Regions from separate parts of the Anser cygnoides genome. Here region 1 is linked to region 2. A link is a contact called in public Hi-C data. All regions are on one chromosome and are shown on one strand. The core of a region is the stretch at or near the end of the contact, and the rest is flanking DNA. Distances in the headings are between cores, read along the strand shown.

Region 1 (4,819 bases), core at 1,742-4,241, 35 kb after region 2:
CATGACGTTAAAGCTAGCAGATCTTTGGTTTATTAAATCTGCAGGAAACCTCCTGTAAGAGCAGGAATCACAAGAGATCGGGTCTAACATCAGGTTCTGCCATTCATGACCATCTGTGAAGACTTAAGTGCCAAATGTCTTGCTTTATTCTCGCATTTGGAAAAAACATGTCTCTGCTGTGTTTACAGGTTTCCTGTTCAAAAAGGAGTTTTGGCCTAGGGCAAAAGTTGACGTAGTTTATGGCTTTCTCCAACTTGCCACAACTGATTTGGGTGTTGGCATGTAGGAGTGCAGCATCTTTCTGCAGTTCTCTGTTCCCTTAACACACCGGCTTGTACATCAGTCTACATCTTTCTATACCTGCCCTGAATCAGAAAAATCACCAGCTGTGGAGGTCAGCCCACCGAAGGCAGAAACGGAGAGCGAACCTCTCCTGGGAGATGCAGGAGAGCTTTCTTGTAACTACAGTGGGGAACAGGTCTTGATTGTTGTTACACTGGGGCGCCTGCTTCACATTTCATCTCAAGGGGAGAAAAGGAGATCTGCTCTCTGGCTGATTGAGAAACGTTCCTACTATCAAGGAGTTACCAAATCGGAACGGTTAAAAATGGAACAAAACAAGATTTGTTGCTGTAACACCTGAAGCAAGATTCCAGTACAGAAATACATTTTTGTGCACTATAAATTATTGAAAACCTGCAGTAACTGATATTTCAAAGCTGTTGTGGTTTCAAAATCTAAACTGAATTGGGAAAAAATAAGTCTGTTTACATGCAAGGCTGGGATTACTCAAAATGAATGATTGTTAGGTTTCAAATCCACTTTCAAAAAGAGTGTCTAAAATAAAGACATTCTGTCCATCTCCTGAACTGTCAAAGCTGTCAGAATTGTTTTCAGTCTGACAAAAATTGCAGGGACTTCGTATGGGTAAAACTCGTGTACATTTTATTTTTTTACACCCAGAAAGGTCACAAAGACTTGGATGACATCTGGGCATGGATGCTATGAGTTTAGTTGCATCATCTAAGCTGCATGACGCTGAACAAGTTAGAATGCAGAATGGCTGAGGCAAAAGGTAGCACTGCATTACTAGTGCTCAGAGATTTCTGTAATTTCAAAAGGCAAGGGGAGAGTTACCGATGAACTCTTACTTTGGAACGAAACGCTGACTGAGAGCTGTACTGGCAAAGAGTTGGCCTGGCCCGGGTCCCACGGAAATGAATAGTGTTAGTCACGCGAGCGTGCCCTATGGATCCCATTCATCATCATGAACAAACGTGAATTATACTGCTGTAAATAATGATACGCTGTGCAGAAATTATGCTCCCATTGCAAGGTACAAACTAGCATTTTCAAGGAGGCTTATTAGAAATGATGATCAAAGACAGGAGTTTTGGAGTATTTAAAGCCAGAGAGGAAAGCTGTCACTACGTATTTCCGACAGACTGACATAGGAAGCTTTTCCTTACTTTCTACCCCCTCAGCATCTGAACTACCATTTAGTTGTGCTTTCTCCCATCCACAACCTATCCAAATCTTGAATAAACTGCAGAAAAAGCAGTTCTTTTGGCATGCCAAGTGGGCTCTGCCTTCAATGATTTCACCCTTAATCTCTTGAAAGCCTAAGTGCAGAAATAGCTACTCTGATGGATAGGATTCAATTTAAAACATCGCTCACTAAGACTGCATTTTTATTACTCAGATCAGAAGTTCACTACAGATACGGTTAAATGGCGAAACAGCCATACAATCCAAGAGAAGCTTTGACTTCCCTTTTATTTTGTCAATAAATGCCAGCATTTGAGAGAAATGGCTAAATACTAATTCTGCAAGTAGACTAGCAATGTGCCCTTTAAAGTTGAATTATAAAAGAAATTTGTATATATATGTTGTGTTCTTTACTGCTGTCATTTTCTGCTTCTTTTTATGCCTTTTCTATTATTATTTCAGTTATGTTAGGCCACAGAAATCCCATTGTGCTATGTATCCGTGGCAATCCAAAAGGCTCATCAGCTCAATGACCCGTGGAAGCACATTAATTATACCAGCCTAATTAAACCACTAAGATTTTACTGATGCTACTTCCTTCTCCGTTACTTGCTCCAAAAAAAAAGCAACTCTTTGTGAAGGCTATCCTAATCTGCTTTCAAACAATGTAGCATCAATTGGCAAAAAGCATCTTATATCAGAATAAATACCAGAATAAAACTGGATGAAAAAATATACCGGCATATGCTATTTGCAGTGTTGATTCACATATTCCTGTGCACCTGCACAGCTTCCCTGCTTAGATGAGCCATTAGGGTATGTTTTGATGGCATTATTAATTATTGACTAGCTCCTCCTGGCCACAGCACATGAAACATGTCCAGGGGAAAGACTTAAAAAAGAAATATTGCTTCATCTTAATTGCATCAGGTGAAAGAAAAAAAAATCCAAGGTCCAGTCCAGATAACAGCAGCGAGAAGACTTAGTTTGGGAAGAACTTTGATCCTGATGTGGCATGTCACAAGACTGAGCTGTGTGTTTGCTGCTGTCCCAGCGCAGAGCTGCCCGCTTCTTGTTAGGCCATTGGCATTGCAATGGGGACAGCTAAAAACTGCCCCGTGCACGCAAACCTCTACGGGCTGCCTGGTATCAAAGGGTATCACACACTCTAATGTGCCAAGGTATTTCTTGACGTTGATTCCCAAGGCCCTGTTTTGTCAGAACCATGAATCAAGTGAAGCTGCTACAACCGGCCCTCTCAGGAGAACAAACAGAAAGGAGATGGGGGCACCTTTCCTGGTGCTGCTGTAAATCAGCACTAGACCTGATATATGATTTCCTAATGCCATTTCTCTGACCTCAGTACTGTCACAGGTGAGCTTTACCTATTGCCTAGGGAACCTCTTCTGAATATACCTGAATACATCCCGAGTGAAAACCCAGCTGACCAGAATACATCGTGAGAGCAATCTGATCAAGTGACCAGATCCCGGTGAGTCACACAGCAAGAAAAGATTTGCAGTAAGGAAAGGGAAGTTTTAGATATTGTTTCTGATATAACATGGATCGACGTGGGGAGGATTGCCTCCACCTGTGTGTGCCCGAGTTTAACTCAAACCTGGCGGTGTCCAGCTGGCCATGGGCCTGGCGCGGTGCTTGTGCTGCCACCGCCACGGCAGTCGTACTTCTGGAGAGGCAGCGGCTGTGGGGGCGCGCACTGCCGTGTCCCAAGGGAAGGTGCAAAGACCACTTGGCTTCACAGGGCTTATTTCCTGCGTCCATTGGCTAATGAGACATTAGGGGGGGCTGGAAGCGTGCTCAACTGCCTATGGGTTCGTGTTTGGTGAAGAGCTGCTAGGACGGCCTTCAGCCAAGACAAACGTGGCATCTGATGTGATCTCTTGTGATAAAGGCCTGAAGCACTGCTTATCAGAAAATGACCTTAATCCTCACTGCTGCCATGGAACACACATTGCACAGGCAGCCTCGTACTTGGCGTGGAAGTGTCTTTGCAGCTAAGCTGCATAACCATACCAGGAAGGCTTGACCTAAGCAAAACTGCTTCTGTCTGCAGCAGAGTATGGAGGCCAGATCATGAGCTCTTTGGGGAACACACTCCAGAAGAAATGAATTCAATATGTCCCTCTGTGTGGGTGTAGAATTTATTAGATTACCCTTTTCCTATCGAGTTCTTTGCCCAGGAAGCAATTGCCATTAAAGCTAAGCCAGCGCCAGACCCCGGATTCTCCTCAGCCAAGATTCTTACATACAGCTGGGAGGATGTTTTGTACAACGTGACCTGTAGAGAATGGTTTCCTCTTTTTAGTATCAGTTCTGTCTAGCAAGTCATAAGAAATGTATCGTGGAAGGGGTTTTTAGTCTATTTTTTTCCTGAATAGTTCGTGGCTTCAACAGCAGATGCTATTAACTACTTACTATTCAGAAATAAAGCAGTGTTTTGAGTAACAAATTACCTCAAAACATACTTCACTCAAAATGCGAGTCAGTAGCATACACAGAATAATGTAAGGATAATAGCGTTCAGAATGTTTATGAAATCCGTAAATGTCTGAATCATCTCTGAGTGCAACGCAGTGGCATCCAAGCCTTTAATAAGTAAGTCTCTCTTGTCCAAAGAACTCCTAAGCTAAGCAGACAAGAAACAAAGCTGTGAACAGGAAATGTAATCCCTCATGTATAGGCAAATAAATGAGGCATAGAAAAGGAGTCCAAGGAAAACTGTGAGACTATGACTTTCCTCATAAAGGCACCTCAGAATATGACTTTCCTTCCTGGTGTGGTAAGACGGTACCATGGCACGTGCCTATCTTGCTTCTCGGAGCCAAGATCAAATGTAAATATGGTTCTTTAAAGTCAGTCTATAGGGACAGGTCCAGAGATTTTACTCCATTCATCACAGATGCAGCTTTGCTGATGCGTTGATTTTCCTCTGCTCTTTCAAAACAGATTACTCTTGTGATTTTACACCAATTATTGGTGTTTTTAAGAGCTCAACTTCTAGAGTAAATCTGAGCTGAATCTCATCTCAGAGCAAGGGGAGCAAAATTTTATTATATTTTTAGTCAGGTCTGACAACACGTAAACAACTGTTTAACTCTTCCTGAGGATCTGGGATTTGTTTGAATCGTAGCTTTTGCCTTTGCCAGAAGAAAAAAAACAATGAAGAAAGAAGAAGAATCCCCCACTAAAAATAAAAAAAAATAAAAAAAATAAATCAGTTAGAAAATTGTGAGGATCAATTTGTGAGAATCCATCCCCCCAGCCTAGAAGCCTTCCTGGGTCTGCAGTGCTCTCTGCTGGGTGACACTCG
Region 2 (4,709 bases), core at 1,676-4,175:
GACAGATTTTGAACGTGCTACATAAGAAACGTGATCTAGTCTCCCATGAACCGTCAATAGCTTCTTTCTGCACCAGCTGAAACCTTCAAGCAGTCTTCAAGGATAGCTCAAAGAAGAGTGCACTGCAGCAGTCAACGCCTGAGACGTGAGCGCAGCTGGGCAAAACTGGCACTATATTTGAAAAATGTATTCAGTAAGCCACTCACTGGTTAATTCATAAAACTATGCTCGCCATTCATTTTAGGCCCACAGAATCATACACACAAAAGCAGATTTTGGTTAAAGCAGCATTTATAACAATAAACAAGAGTAGACAAGAACAGACTGGTTTGCACTGATTTTTGTTGTTTTCAGTACAGATTAGCATTCTCTCAGTTTGTTGTTCATCTGTCTTAAAATGAATTCAGGCACTTAGCAAATGAATGAGAAGCCTGTCTACATCAATAAATTTTGGTGAAAAATGGTTGCATTTTCTTCCTTTTAGAATGAATAAACCTTGAAAAGCTGTATGTTCTCTCCCCCGCAGAAAACAAACCAAAACAACTGCCAGCCCAAAGCAAACACGAGTTCCCCTGCCTTACTCAGACACACCGATGATATAACACGTAGTGGCAGTCCGGCTCCCTCAGTGCTGAACCAAAAGGTCCTGCGTTCAGAAGGGCAGACACAGCATGCAAACGCTCAAAACTGCATCACCACTAAAATGGCACGCACTACACTGAGTATATTTTTATGAAATACAAACTTGATTTTCAGATGAGCAATCTAAAATACAGCAAAAGTCGGTAACTTCATAGCCACGGGACTACCCAAAGAGGACGCCCAAGTGAAGAGTTACAAGAAACACAGAAGCATCACCACTGATTCAGAACACATTTAGTAGTGGTAAGGGTGTCACAGTAACCTGGCAACTGAGTATTCCCTTAAGAACAGAGTCACTTTTCCACCATGAAGATCACTGTCAGACTAGGCCAGGCAGAGGAAACAATGTATTAAAAGAAAACAAACAAAATTGAGAACCCTGAGCTGAAATTAATCAACGAGAGGGAAGACGTCTCACAAAGAAGTAGGCACTAGTATCTCATCTTCGCCTCACTGTTTCACTCACTAGTTGATACAATGCAAAAAAAAACTTGCACTGGTTAAAGAGAACCATTCACTGCACCCATCAGAATGTTGTAAATAACGCCTACCTTGCGAGCACGCTGCGACTACAGCAGCCAATACTGCATGTTGTGTGCGCTTTCCCTGCAACTCCAGCGTCCTAGCATCTCGAAAATGAGGACAGCCTCTTTCTGCCAGAAGAGGATTCCTCCCGTGTACCTGTCTGTGCTTACTCCACGAAACGCAGAGAGAAATACTTCTGTTTAAAAAGCTCAAGTTCTTAACTCCTAACAGATGTTGGCAAGCCCAGTTCCACAATATACATAACAGAGCAAACGACAAAGCCTAGGGCCTTTTAACACCAGTACACAAAGAAACATTTTCTTGCATTACTGGGAGCATAATCAGTACCATGCCTTTTATGCTTACGGAAAAAATGATCTATGACTCAAGATAAGGTGGTGGGGGGGCTAAGTTAGCTATGCAAATATCGCGCCTAAAATGTATTGGAAAAATCTGCATCGCTTTAATGTCAAAAGACAAAGTTTTATGTTTTCCTTTTTTAAATAAGCTTCATTCAGAGCAGTTTTCAAATAAACATAAAAAGAAGCAGCTTATTTTTATTCCACTAGGCTGCAATCTTGCTGCAGGTTGTCAAAAGCCAAGCATCACTACCAGGGACACGTGAATAAGGCAGGTGAACAAAATCCAATCTACAGGACCAGCTTCGTGCCTTCGACAGGAGTTAGGCTGGGCTGGGTCTTTGGCGGCACAAAGGAGGTACTCACGGAACAGCAAGGTGAGGCATGACAGAAACTGATCGTTCAGCCTAAACCGAGATCCCGCTTATGTGCCAGGAAAGCATCTTGGGGGAAAAAATGTGGGGTGTAAGCACTGAGCTGAGCCTCGCTGAGCGAATCGTGCCACCTAACCCCAGTGAGCAGTTTCTTCACGTGGGTCAGCGAAGCACCAAGTCCAAGGCCAGCGCACCGCTCTTCCTTCTATCTAGAAAACCCTTCTCCCAGCTACCGGCACTGATTTTTACAAAGAGCAGTAAATACGTGTCACTGCCACAGCACGCCCTGGGACACCTTCTCCATCCCAGACGGCCGCGCTGCCGGCGCTGCGGGTGAGATCCGCACGACACCCACCGCCGGCTACGGGCTAGGAGGCAGAGCTGCCTGCGCAGCGGCACGTAGTCCCCGCGCTCATCTCTGAGGCTTTAATTCCCTTCTGGTGAACGAGAAGAAGTTAAACCCAAGCAGCAACACCCGCGAGGCCCTCCACAAACGCCAAGCGCGTTCCCGGGGGAGCTGGAGGGGGGGCGCAGCCGGTTCGGCCCCAGCCCCTGGGCCCTGCGCCCCCCGCAGCGAGGCGGCCGCGACCCCCGGGCGGTGCCGGCAGCCGGGCGGCCCCGCGGGCCCCACCCAGCGCCGCACAAAGGGCGCCCCGAGCCCCGAGCCCCGAGCCCGCCCCGCTCCGGCCGGGCCCCGCGGCGCAGCCGGGCGCTGAGGAGCGGGGGGCGCGGAGGAGCCCCCGGCAGGGCCCGGCCGCGGGGGGCGGGCGGGAGGCGGCTGCCCCCGGCCCAGCGCCCGCCGCCCCCGCTACCTGCTCGTCGAAGCGGTTCACCACGGCCTGCACCCACTCCACCGGCTTGTGGGCCGCCATGGCCCCCCGCCCGGCCGGCCAGGCAGGGGGCGGATCCCCGGGGGGGGGCGGCGGCGGCGGCGGCGCGGGGCGAGGGCGGCGGCTGCGGATCCCTGGCGCGCTCCGGGGCCCTCGGCTGCCCGCGGCCCTCAGCGCCCGGGGCCCGCCATGACACCACGCCGGAAGCGGGAGCCCGGCCGCCCCCGCCCGCCCGCCGAGCAGCAGCGCCGCGGCCGCCGCGCCAGGGGGAGCGCCGAGACGCGGGCGGCGGCGGGCGGCGCCTGCGCGGCCCCGGGCGAGCACCGCGCCTGCGCCCGGCCGCGGCTCCGCGCCTGCGCCGCGGAGAGGCCCCGCCGGTGGCCGGGGGGCGGCCGGGGGCGGCTCCGGCCGCCTCGGGACCCCGCCGCGGCGCCCCCCGGCTGTTAGCCGCCGGTCGCCCTGCGGAGCCGGGGGGAGAGCGGCAGAAAGCCCCGCGAGTGAAAAAAGCACCGAAAGGCGCCGGGTTCTCCTCAGAGCAGCCCGCTGTTTCGGGGGTTTCCCTTGCAATCGGTGAATGAGCCCGCGGCGGGGGGGGGGCCCTGCCCGCGTCCCCCTCAGGCACAAAGGGCGGGGCCGGCAGCACGCCTCCGGCACCGGCACTGCCTGCGGGCCGGGGGCACGGCGGCTGCTCCTAAAGAATAAAAAAGGTCGTTTAATGAACGGCTTATTTCGTGCTTTTGTTACATCTCCAGAGCTCACCGCAGAGCTGCGTAACGTCGCACGCAGAAATGCCTTTTAAAGCTCGTTACGGTCCCGAGCCAACCGTCTGCTCTTCGTGACTCAGGAGAGGAGGATATGCGGAGCGCAGGACAAACAAACAGCCGCTTCCAGTTTCCTTCTTGGGAATGTTAATTTGTTTTCCTTCTGGGCAGGCGGGAGCACAAAATAATGCCCTTCCGTGCTAGAGTCGTGTTACATTTCTGGTGATATAAATAAATGGGCAAATCGAGGTAGGACTTCCTGAACGTAGGATTTAAACTTGACAAATGCATAGCAAAGAACTGGAGAATGAATGGACTTTCTTTTTTTATCCTTACTTCCAGGTCCAGATTTGCTCAGTCTGTGCCCAGACGATTAATTTTCCTTGTCTGAAGCATCATGAAGGCAGTGTTTACGCTGACTGTCACAAAGCACTTTTAAGATATTTCAGACACAAAAAGAGCCTTTCCAACTTGCCCTGCTGTAATCTGCAAATCCGTAACTCTCATAGGAGGGACAGAAAGGGGCAGGGAGTGCAGGCCCCTTCTCTTCCAAGACAGAACCATTCTGACGAAGTACACATTATTTATTTTTACTTCCAAAGTTTATACGTGGGGTTTGATATTGCCAAATCCTTTCTGCGGGATGTAATCAGGCCATTACGCTACAGTGTGTTTAATATGTTCTGACATAACATAAAAGTACAGCTATGTATGTCATGTATGTTGAAAGAGCGTACTATATGATAAACTCATCTCAGTTTTTGTTTAATCCCATTTCTTCAGTCAAATTTGAAACATTTGCTAAACAGATTTTTGAATCATCAACTTGAATTAGTAAATTAAAAAGTTATCAATCATCTTACTATAGAGTAAAATAAAAACTGAAAATAAATCCAGCTGCTGAAACAAGGACGTCTCATTTTCCATTTGCCCAAATGTGGAAGAAAATCTCAAAACACTATTTCAAAAACAATAATGCAAGCAGCATAAAATTAGGTGTTTGATTTGTACAGAGACTTCTTAGACATTCCTGAGTCAGTATCTGTGATGTAAATAACCTACAGCAGCAGCACCAGGAAAAACATTTTAGCGTGTAATCAAGACAGAACTGAGCCTAAAATACAGCACTGTGGAAAAACATGGAATTAGAGGAATCATCCAATAATACCTTTTTCCAACCTTGTCTAGCTACTGTTTAAACCAGGAGGGATACTGCTT

The links. A called contact is a pair of places that touch in the nucleus more often than the background predicts.
Region 1: a Hi-C map of liver shows a contact between it and region 2, with 3 times the contacts expected there. The contact joins the enhancer-like site here to the promoter of NF1 in region 2. A contact is called at or near these places in 5 of 7 Hi-C or Micro-C datasets (fetal liver, granulosa cells and liver).

The regions. Positions count from the first base shown.
Region 1 is chr18:12,039,635-12,044,453 of Taihu_goose_T2T_genome, forward strand. No RefSeq gene overlaps it. Among named protein-coding and RNA genes, the nearest start is that of WSB1, 16 kb to the left of the region's middle. Within about 2 kb of position 2,992, at least 2 of the 3 cell types and tissues checked have open chromatin away from gene starts, as enhancers often do. A contact at or near this core is called in fetal liver and liver, where this site is marked.
Region 2 is chr18:12,005,026-12,009,734 of Taihu_goose_T2T_genome, forward strand. NF1 (neurofibromin 1) reads right to left here and starts at 2,926. Exons shown (of 57, transcript XM_066979781.1): 1 at 2,713-2,926. The coding sequence starts at 2,772.